2 separate regions of the Zea mays genome follow, and region 1 is linked to region 2. Evidence: chromatin contacts called from public Hi-C data. All regions are on one chromosome and are shown on one strand. Each heading gives the region's core, a stretch centred on a gene start, on an enhancer-like site or on the middle of the called end of the contact. The rest is flanking DNA. Distances are from core to core; before and after follow the strand shown. Region 1 holds the start of LOC100275856. Region 2 holds the start of LOC100272741 (Cation/calcium exchanger 5).

Region 1 (5,713 bases), core at 2,381-4,880, 810 kb before region 2:
CAAATGTTCTACAAGTACTACTACCACTTCTTCCTCCCTGATGGCCATGGTCATCAAATTTCAGGTTATGACAGACCCAGATGTTCCAGGACCAAGTGATCCATACCTAAGGGAGCACCTTCATTGGTAATGTTCAGCATTTCTTACCTTAGTAGGGATGCCAAGTAGCATATGATGATAGCACCATATCTTTCATATACAGAAAATTCCGTGATTTCTAGCACTTCAGAGTAATGTGGCTAAAAGGCAGCCTTTACATTTGCAGGATCGTGACTGATATACCTGGGACAACAGATGCCTCCTTCGGTAGGTTCTGCTGATTCAGGCTTAGCCTATTCCATGTTCTAGTTCTTCTTTGAATTAATAACCATTCATCTTCCAAATTTCAGGGCGACAGATCATAAGCTACGAGAGCCCAAGACCTAGCATTGGTATCCACAGGTTCATTTTTGTGCTCTTCAAGCAGCAGGGTAGGCAAAATGTAACTGTGCCATCCTTCAGAGATCATTTCAACACCCGGCAGTTCGCTGAGGAAAATGACCTTGGCCTCCCTGTAGCTGCCGTCTACTTCAATGCACAGAGAGAAACTGCTGCTAGGAGACGCTGAAAATCCCAGCTCTTATTGCCTACCTGACGATAATAAGGGCCTTCTGATCTTCTTTCTAGGAAGTCGATGAACTTATTCTACATTAAATTCTCCTGAGCACTACCTTATAAATAAACCAGATGTATTTTGCGGATTGTGTTAGTACTAGAATGTTTTGTAAGTAGGAAGAATGAGAACTATGAATGATCCATGCTTGTGGTACAATTTCATGTGTAAGACCTCTATCACTGAAAGCCAGAAATCAGGGTTGGGGGACATCCCTCAGGCTTTGTTTGGGTACTTTCATTTACACATCAATCCATCTCAATACATGTGGATTAAAATGAATACTAAAGTATTCAAACAAGGCCTCACAACAGGATGTAGAATAAGTTCAGGTAGTAAATACTTTAGAACCTGATATAAGAATTTTAGAACTATTAAGAAATTATCACATAATTGATATAGACATACAAAAATATGCGAAAAAAATGTCCGCCCAATTTGAAGATTAACACCCAGCATAAAATAACTGTTCACATTTTAGACTTCTAACTTATCTTACGAATTCACAAATGTATGGTGCAAACTTTCAAACAATCGGTATTCATGTCTCTCCTGATGAAAGTATGTTCAACAGGTAAAATGTTTTATATTTTCATATATGATAACGAAAGCAAACCAACCAGAGCCTCATTTGGCAGTATGATTGGACTGCTCCTCAGTAACCATTGACATTTCCTCGAACACGCACCCATTGACATTGAGTGGCCACAGCTGCAAGATGACAAAGGAAGCACTAGATACAATTAGGACGAAATCTTATCATAGGTGACAACTGACAACGAGTATCAGTCAAAGATAAAAGTTACACTACATATCATCACACTTCTATATATTTTTTATTACGAAATGCTTTAAATAATATGTTTTATGAAGTCCATCATTTTATAATGACAGTTTGAATGATGCAAGAAAATTCTCTTCCCAAGATAGCCAGATAGGCCATATCATACAGGTCTGTTTCCTTTCCATTCCTTTTTCCCTTTGCTGTGATTACTGCAGGAATGTCACACAGCTATATATCATAACCATGGTAGGCAATTTTGTCCTTTCTGAAGTCTAGGTCCATTGCAGATTTCAACGATAATAGACAACTTTGTCTTTGTGAACCCTATAGGTTCCTTCTATAGTTCTAGATTGTCAACCTTCGGTTGCTTGGTTTTGCTCAAGGAAACGTAGAACATACACATCTGATTCAGCCCACTTTTATCACGGATAAAACAACTCAACTTTTTTATTGCGCGAGGTAAATCAATAATCCACTCAACTTGAGTAAATCAACGGTAGGTGCTTTGAAGAGATGTTATCAAATACGTCACGGAAATATCAGATATCTACCGGATTATTAGGAGATAATCAATGCAAAACTAGCAGGTGTGGCCACGGGAGACAAGGATATGGCCGAGGGGTGGACCCAGTAAAGGGAGATGGAGATGCGTATCTACAGTTCTACACCCGATTTTTTTGATTTTTTTTTTTTTGCCAAAAAGGCTTGAAGTATTAGTAGCCTAGTAGGCATCATTGCATCAAATAGCAAAACAAGGTTAGGGTTTGGATGCTCGGTTTCACACAACAGGAAGGGGAGACGTGGGTGGGAATACCTGCTGGTGGGTGCTCGTCGCCGACAGAGAGACCGAAGAATGCCTCGGCACCTAGCACGGGGACGGCGGAGTCGTCGCTCGTCAGAGACAGATCGAACGCGGCCACGCGGGTTGCGGGGTGAACCGTGGACGGAACTCGGAAGGGAGACCATGCAGCGGACGGGCCGTAGCCCAGTCCATGTTCTCCGGCGGCCCAGGAGAGCGCAACCGCACCGGGCCTTCTTTTCTTGGCACGTACGGATTTTCATTTGCAAATCATTTTTTCTATCTTTCTTTCTTTCTCTCATTTTTATCTTTTAGTTACTAGTAAAGTAAAATATGATAATTGTGTTGCAACTGGAGAAAAACTATTATACAACGTTTAAAAACACATAAATATCTAAACTTAAATATATCATAACTTCCATCTGCAAAGAATTCTCAACGTAAAAGAGACAAAGACATCTTTGAATAAGGGCTAGCTTGGGAACCTCTGTGAAAATAAGGTTCTCAAGCTAGCTCTAATAAGATGTTTATGATATGGGAAGATTTTCAATATTATATATAGCTTAGGTGTTGTTTGGTTTAACGTAAATGATAATGGTAATGGTTGACACTCGAGTGATAGCGGTTATAAGTTTAAATAGACTGATATCAGTTTTTAGCCTTGAATCTCATTATTGTTATGCTTAAATAAACATGATTTAACGTTACCAGTTACAATTATATGCTGCACCTTAAATGCTTAATATATAGCTAGCTGTTACACGCAATATTTCGTTGGCGATGATGCAAGGAGACGGCGAGATGACTACTGAACCAGTCAGTGCGATTTGAGCAAAAAAATTTTAAAAAAAAACTATATCAAATGAAAATTACACATAGAGTTTAGTGTGTATAGGCTGTTTCCCGATCCATCGACGTCTCTCTCACAACTCGGTCAGTACCTCTGGAAGTAGCTCCCCATGGCTTCGAAGCCCCTGCTCGAGAAGCAAAGCCTCGCCGAAGAACTCCCAGCGGACCGTCCAAGGAAAAGGAACCTCCTGCTGCTGCGTGGCGTGAAGAGCCTCCTGGAGCTGGAGCTGTAGTGACCGAAGAAGGGGGACGACGACAGCCTGCCGCTCGTCGCCACCACCGGCACCGCGTTGCTCACCGACCGCAGCGGCAGCAGGCAGTTAGCCAGCAGGGCGTGCCCCGCGTCGGCGTCGGCGTCGGCACCGGCAGCAGGACTACTACGGCGGCCGCCGCCGCCGCGGCGGTGGTCGTGGTCGCGGCCGTCCAGGAGTGCGATGTCGAGCTCGAACAGCTCGTCCTCGTCGACGACAACGTGGGCGATGGTGGTGACGGCGGCGGCAGCCTTCGCTGCCATGCCTGCCGCGGCCAAAAGCTGGTTTAGTAACCTAGCTCGATCGATGAAGGTATGTATTGGTAATATATATATGCATATATGATGATGCTTGCCTTGCATTGCTTGCAGGTACGTGTGAGATGATATGAGTGGGTGGGTGAGTTTGTTCTACTGTCTTTGGTAGAGATGGTTGGAAAGTGCCGCGTTTGCATGCTGACCCGGTAGAGTAGCTAGCTAGGTTACCTACTTCCAAAATGTTAGCAGTGTGCTGTTTTCTACCAATTGCTAGCTCTATGTTGAAACTCACAGGTTTAGGCTATACACAATGACTTGTAATCCAAGCAGGGTTTCATCACACGCCGACATGCATGATCAAACAATCGTCCCTAGCATGAGTTGCTGAAGAATCGACTCAAGACGTCTCCTCATGCATATGACCACTGTCTATATTACGTTTTTCTTTTCCGCGTATTATAACAAACTGAGTGTAAATTGATTCTTAAAGACACTAAATTAGCATCATCCAAGGTAATTTACAAATTTTTTGTTTCCAAATTTGAAAACTTCAAACATATTTTTATGACAAGATGATTTCAAATCAAAAGCTTATCAACTTCAAAGTTTCGTAACTTTTTAAAATGTACAACTCAATTTTGGTGATATTTCCATCTGAGCAGGTTTGAAAATTTCGGTTTTTAAATGGGCCGTGAAGGTTGAAGCTAGTGACGTGTTTATATATACATGTCACCAATATATATGTATTAGCGACTTTGATTTAAATACATGAAATTGAATAGATTAGAGTAGAAAAGATGTCTGAAGTCAGTGATGTGGTTATATATACACGTCATTAATGTATTTATAATAGCGGTTGTCGGTACCCTGGAACAGGGGTACCCCTTACTATAGTAAGGAGGCGCGGTTCACCCCTCCACGGGGGCAATCTCCGAGGCCACCAGGATTCGGACCCCCGTGAGATAATGCCGGACCCCAACACACCTAATTGGGATCTCAGTGTTCCCCTAAGACGGAACCCGGACCCCTCTAGGTGAGGTCCGGACCGTCCACAACGAGATCTCGGGACGAGGAATACCCTGGCTTAAGTCAGGGGCGTACAGGGGTCCGGCACAGACACTTGTCGGGATCTTGCCAGGCGCGCCTACTCTCCCCGCCTGGGCGGAAACCCGATGCTGCCACGTGGCCTGCGGCCCGTGACGGAAGCCGGAGAGCAAGGCCTGACGTAAGGTTTCGGGGCCATGCGATCTCTGCATTTATTGCGGGAGATCGCACGCCGCCTGGCCGCCCTGCTCATAGGCGAAGTGCCGACTCGGCATTTAATGTGCCCCGTCCACTCTGATGGCAGGCATCGACCAGACCGGGCGGCATACCTGTCCAATCAAAGCAGCAGGCAGTACGCCCACACCGCTGCATGCGTGCAGTGGTCATCATAACTTGGTCGATACCGAGGAACCTTTGGCAGCACGCCAATTCTACTTAGGCAGTGGATGTCAGGGCACAGTGAGATAGCGCAAGGTGACCAACACTAATTGCTCCGGGTATTCCACCCTTATGTCTCTGGGCCCGCATGTCGGGGTTCAGGGTCTCTTTGTACATGTCCCCCTTCGGCTATAAAAGGGGAGGCATGCGACGTTACACACACGCAATCTTAGACTCGCTAGCTCATACAAGCTCTCAAGCAATACAACTCACAGTGGAGTAGGGTATTACGCTCCGGCGGCCCGAACCACTCTAAACCCTTGTGTGTTCTTGAGTTCTTCCCCTTCACTCCAACGATCAAGCGAAACGCCTAAGCCCCTCCTCATCTTAGGATTTAGGGCGGGTGTACTCCACCACTCGGTTGGAGATTTCCTCTCTGACAGCGGTCTTGATTTAAATATGTGTCACTAAAGAAAACACAGTAGAGACAAAATGTTTCTCTAGAGGTGTACGGTAGCTATATAGGCTGAGGCTACCAACGAATATTGTTTCATGCGCCAGGCGCCCAGGCCAGGGGCGGAACTAGACAAAAATTTGAGTGGGACCTATTTTTGAGTGGGGTCTAAATGAATAATTAATTACAAAATAAGACTAGTGATTATAGTAAATAAGGTAAAACTTACACTAAATCAACAAAAT
Region 2 (5,928 bases), core at 2,311-4,810:
GTTCCACAACGCGCATTAAAGCACAAAGCGTCATTGTCTAGGACTTGTTTCTTAGACGTCGAAAAAGTCTGGAGCAGTAGTGTCAAATTTAGACCAGTCCAAGATCGAACAAACACAGCTCGGGACGTTGGAAGTCGGAAGTAGCAGCGCCAAATCTAGACCGGTTCGAGATTCAACCAACCGACCAAAAATTAAAAAAAATGCACGGAGATAGATAGATAGTAGTACGCCCGCGCACGCTTCTTTCGCTCTGACAAGGTTAGCAAACCAGAAATCTCCAGATCCTGGAGATGGCGGGGCACGGGACGGCTGAGGTGAGGTGAGGAGAGGAAGGCAGCAGGGGAGAATCGAAGCGAGGAAACGAACCGGGGGAGATGGCAGCGCGACGGCTGCCAGCGCCACTTGGTGTAGGACGCGTCGGGTCGGCCGTTCTCGGCGCAGCGGAAGCCGACGTCGAGGAACGGGCAGTCGCTGGAGTGGTAGAGCGGGTACCCGCCGCCGGCGCCGGCGCCGGCCCAGACCCACTCCCCGTCGAACAGGTCGCACTCCTCCTCCTCCTCGTCGTCGGCGGCGGCGGCGGCCTCACCGCCGCCACCACTCCCCGCCGCCGCAGCACGAGGCGCGGAGACGGGCCGGTGGTCCGCGTCCGCGTCCGCCGATGCCGCGATGGAGACCCCGCCGGCCCACAGCCTCCCGTGCGCGGCCACCAGCGCGGCGGCCGAGCAGCGGAGCGAGGCGGCGCCGAGGAGGAGGAGCAGCAGCAGCAGCAGCGCCGCGGCGGCCAGCCACGCCAGCTCGGCCTTCTCCAGCCGCCGCTTGGCCGCCCGCCGCAGCAGGCGCTTCACGGGCGAGCCCAGCAGCATTGCCGCCGCCTGCCTGCCTGCCTGGCTCCGGGGACGAAGCGGCCGGTAACTGAAATCCCGCGGGAGCGCCCGTGGCAGGAGGCGCGTCGGCAACTGGCGTGCCGTGCCCACTGGGTGGTCCGAGGAGACGAGACGATAGGAGAGCGGTGCGGGACCGTGTTGCAAACTTGCAATGACCGGGACCGGGACCGGGACCTGCCGGTACGGACTGCTGCGGGGAAGTAGACGGTGGCCGCCAGGATTTATGATTGGAAGAAGTGGGGCAAGCGAAACGGTTGCTGACTTGCTGCTTCGCTTCCTTCGGTAATAGTTGCTCGAATATTTGTATAGTTTAATTTATTTAAATAACATATTTATTTAGACATGGTTATGTTTTTATTTTTCAATTAACAGCATATACATGTCTGTAATATCGTAAATATTTGTCGTTTACTAGTTTATTTTTTAACGAAACGGTGACAAATAAAAAAGAACAAAAAGAGTATGGCAGAAATAGACATGTGTCTCGGTGATTAAGGGGTTCGGCTGCAATCTTAGCGACGTGAGTTCAATTTCTAGTTCTACGCACGATAAAACTCACACTTAAATATAGTAGAGAACGAGATGTATAAAATTTAAACAACGACAAGGGTGTGTTTCAGTCGGTGGTGACTTGTGAGATACTACATCACCAATGCAAGTTCGATTAGTTAGTTAGTTAGTTAGTTAGTTATATGAGTTATGTGGTTTGGGGGGAGGCAAGTAACGAATGACGAACTGGGAAGATGATTGCGCGATAACAAAGAAGCAAAAAAACGGGTGCAAGGCAAGAAAGGAATGATGAGAAGGTTAGGATCGGATCGAGTAGTACGCAAGCCAAGCAAAGCAAAGCAAAGCAAACCACCGACCCGATCGCGCGCTGCTGCCACGACGATGCCGTCTCGTCCAGGCGTACGCTGGCGCCTCATGCGCCACTGATGGCGACGGCCGGAATGTGATCGGAGATCCCCTGGGATCCCTGCTCAAGTGCTCAGTGCTGCACCGCCGTTGCTGAGCCACGGTGGTCGTCGTGGTTTATTAGTGGTGGTGCCTGCACTTACCAGTTGCCTTTCCGTTGCGAGTGGGGATGGACAACGACCCTTTCTCTTTCTTTTCGCCATCGGCAGTGGGTATGGCCGTGTGGGTGGGCTATGAATGCGGCCGTGCCGGCAATGCGAGGCCAGTCGTCTCATTTTTCATTCTCTTCCAAAAAGAGCACTCCAACGAAGAAACGAAACGAGAAAAAAAAGGAAAGTACTCTACTACTCATTGTGGTTCTATTTGCCTTTGTTTTAGGCCCTTAGTCTCTAAATTATCAAACGGTAGAACTAAAATAGAGACTAATCTATTTTAGTCTATACTCTCTAGTCCCCTAAGTGGTGACTAAAATGGACTAAATCATATAAATCCTACCTTTTACCCCTCCTTTATTTCAGTTTCACTAATAGCGAGAAAATGCTTAAGAGTATTTTGGTCCTCTTATAATTTATTTAATACGTTTTGAATATTTTTAGTCTCTATAACCAAACAGGATATGGACTAAACTTTAGTCTTCAAACTAAACTTTAGTATCTGAACTAAAATAACCAAACGGGCCCTTAGTCTCTTTTAGTCCCTAATTTACTAAACACAAGGACTTAAGGTCCCTCAAGTAGTGGCTAAAGAGGACTAAGGGTCCATTTAGTTCCTTTAGTCGAGGGACTAAAATTTAGTTAGGAGACTAAGTTTAGTCACTACCCTGTTTGTTTCTGTAGACTAAAAGTACTCAAAACGCATTAAATAAATCATAAGATGACTAAAATATCACTTAGCATTTTTTCGCCATTAGAATAATTGAAATAAAGAATGAACAAAAAATATGGTTTAGTCTATTTTAATCACCTATCGAGGGACTAGAGACTAAAACAGTTTAGTCTTTGTTTTAGTCACACTATTTGGTAATTTAGGAACTAAACGAGACTAAAATGGAGGGAATCATTTTTAGTCTACTATTTGTTATTTTAGGAACTAAATGAGACTAAAATGAAGGATTTAATCCCTTAAACCAAACTAGACCTAAACTAGACTTTTTTTTCCTTTGCTATCCTTATCCTTGCCTCACGTCCGCTGCTTCAGTTGGCAGGATGCTGCGATATATTATAGGGCTATTCGAGTCTTTAGGCACTACATTTAATATTTAGTCCTGATAACCAAAACAGATAGAGACTAAAGTTTAGTCCTATAACTAATTAGAATCAAACAGAACCTTAGTGTTTGGGGTAACTATAATCCTAACCGGATGATATACATCTAGGAATGATAATGGATCATGATCTAAATTTACATAAAACTGCACAAACAAACTCGCTCTTTTGTTGAGATAAAACGTAAAAAAGGAAACATCATATCTAAAATAATGACAGGACCAAGACGTCATTGTTGTTATACTACCAGAGAAATAGGCAAAGTGGCCCGATCCAACGGCCTCGGGACGCCATTACCTTCCGGCCCAAACGGGCCCAAGGTGCAACCAGACCAGCCGCTCCTGGGCCAGACGGTTCCAGCTTCCGTCAAACTAAAAAGGGCCCCACATACCTTAATTGCGCTAGGACCTGCGCGGGACCCGCCGCCGCCGCCGAGGTCGGCAGGCGTCCACTCCGCCCGCCCGTGGGCTGCGTGTGTCCTATCGGCGTCCGTGCCGCTCCCACTCATCACTCTGGCTGCCCGCTAGCTGGCTGCCATCCCTCACCGTCCCTCCCCCCTCCCTCCGCCAGATTCCCTCTCCTCGCGCGCGGCATTCCGGAACGGCGCATGGCATGGCCACCCCGGGGGCCACCTGCGCCATCTCCTCCGCGCTGGCCCGCCCGCCGGCGCTCCTCGACTACGCCGCCATCCACGCGTGCCTGCTCCGCGGCGACGCGCGGCGCTCCCTCCCGCTCCTCGCGCTGCTCCTCCTCCTCCACTTCCGCCTCCTCGCCGCCGCGGCCTCGGCGCGCTTCACCCCGGCGGTGTCCCGCCTCGCCGCGCGCCTGCGGCTGTCGCCGTCGATGGCAGCCGTCACGCTTCTCGCTCTCGGCAACGGCGCGCCCGACGCGTTCGCGTCCGCCGCGGCGCTCGGGGGGCCCCGGGGCATGCCCAGGGCCGGGCTCGCCGCCGTGCTCTCCGCGGGCGCCTTCGTCTCCGCTTTCGTCGTCGGGGCCGTCGCGCTCGTCGCCGCACCCTTCGCCGTCCCGCCGCCGTCGTTCGCGCGCGACGTCTTCTTCTACCTCCTCGCCGCGTCCGCGCTGTTCTACGTCTACCTCAGCGCCGAGATCTTCCTCTGGCAGGCCGTCGGGTTCGTGCTCTTCTATGCCTTCTTCGTGGGGCTAGTCTTCTACATGGATTTGGGGAGCGCGGACGGGAAGAAGGCGGTCAGCGCCGCGGCAGCTGACCTGGAGATGGTGAGTGGCAGTGACCGTGTGGCGGTGGACCTGCCGATCACAGTGGAGGATCACAGGCAACAACGACGACCCGCTTGGTGTGCGTTGCTCTGGAAGGTATGCATTCAACAACTCAAATTGTTAATGGCCAATGTGCTAGTACTTGACGGAGACATCAATCCTAGTCTGTTTGATGGTGTCTGCAGAATCAACACTCTCGCCTGAAAATGCTGAATGTTATGGGTTTTTTAATCGGCAAATCTCATACTTTCGTTGACTTTGGCCCCCTTTTGCTGGACTACGTTTGACTTTGGGTTTTAACATTACTGTCTGGATTCAAATGTGAAACAGATGATCAAACAGATAACCCTTAGGCGTTTGTTTCGTTGCAATTGAATTCCATTCTAATAATTATAATTTAGACATAAACTACTTAAGTTAATATATTTGTATATTATCCTAAATTATATGAGAGAGATAATTATACATTACACTTATGCTATAGACAAGTAAGTAGAAGAGTGTGCTATAAGTTGTATATTAGAAAATTAGCATGTAAATCTATACAATCAATTTCTATCTGTCACCCCATGAATTTAAGATAGGCTTATGTATAAACTTTGGAAAGTGGTGGAACGTCTCATTCTTAAAAAAATAGGCTACTCAATTAGTTAGATTCCAATTCCTCAAAATAAAGGGAAACAAACGGGGGTTTAGGAAATATTTAAGAAAAAGAATTCAGAAGTCTGTAACAGTTTCTGACTTTATAATTTATAGATTGTTATGTTAACCCCTGAGATAAGCAATCGTTGATTGTTTAGTCATAAGTCCACAGCAAACTCAGTAATGTTGTCTTCAACAGCCTTTCTATCACATATTATACCTTACCTCATATTTCAAACTCTACTCTGAAAACAATGTAATATACATTACAAAACAATATTTTGCACGACCATATGTACGGTCTGTTGGAGACAGCCTAGGGCTGCTGAACTAACCGGAATAAGGATAGTGACTCAACTCTCTTAGGATCCAATACATGTTCTTACAAGTTACAAACCTAGTAAGCCAAGCACCCACCTGATCAATCAAGCTTACGGGTGCACTAACATTGCCAATATCAGCTATAACACAAACAAGCGAATGCCCAAACATCCTTGCTGATATTTTGGATATTTGCTAGCAGCTAGCTCATAGTGCTTTATAAACATACGAGCGATTTTCCAACCCTCGCATGTTAGATTAGATGTTCGGTTTTAGTATGTTTCAGAATTGAGTTGTCTATTGTGTGCTCCTCCCTTTTGTTCTTATTTTTAAACGAATGTCGCAGGAGAGCTGCCAGTTGTATTAAAAAGATGGGTAGCCCAGATGGGCAAAGATCTGTACAAGGCCTCTTGCAGAAAAAACTTCTATGAGTGAGCCGAAACAATGAACTCAACAAAACTAGGGTGCTTAGACAGAGGTCAAGCTTAGAAGCATAAAAGCGACTAGTGATTGTCAGTTGTCACCTGCTTGGACTGGAGAGGGGTCGACCGTGGTTAACTTAACTCTACCCGAGAGGGGGCGGGAGGAGGGGGGGTGGCGGCTACGATAAGAGAGAAGACAGTGGTGTGTTGCATGTCTGAACAGTAAGGGAAATGAGGGGCAAG

Evidence for each region. A called contact is a pair of places that touch in the nucleus more often than the background predicts.
Region 1: a contact with region 2 is called in a Hi-C map of tassel, with 2.4 times the contacts expected there. The contact joins the promoter of LOC100275856 here to the promoter of LOC100272741 in region 2. A contact is called at or near these places in 2 of 25 Hi-C or Micro-C datasets (ear and tassel).

What each region holds. Positions count from the first base shown.
Region 1 is chr10:5,026,518-5,032,230 of Zm-B73-REFERENCE-NAM-5.0, reverse strand. It overlaps LOC100275856, which reads right to left and starts at 3,630. Exons shown (of 1, transcript NM_001371519.1): 1 at 3,038-3,630. The coding sequence starts at 3,598. The coding sequence ends at 3,170. LOC100127514 (ZCN3 protein) reads left to right here. Exons shown (of 4, transcript NM_001112771.1): 2 at 65-126; 3 at 266-306; 4 at 390-811. The coding sequence ends at 607.
Region 2 is chr10:4,218,439-4,224,366 of Zm-B73-REFERENCE-NAM-5.0, reverse strand. It overlaps LOC100272741 (Cation/calcium exchanger 5), which reads left to right and starts at 3,560. Exons shown (of 2, transcript NM_001147194.1): 1 at 3,560-4,396. The coding sequence starts at 3,677. It overlaps LOC100383586 (putative DUF231 domain containing family protein), which reads right to left and starts at 1,072. Exons shown (of 4, transcript NM_001176234.1): 1 at 367-1,072. The coding sequence starts at 863.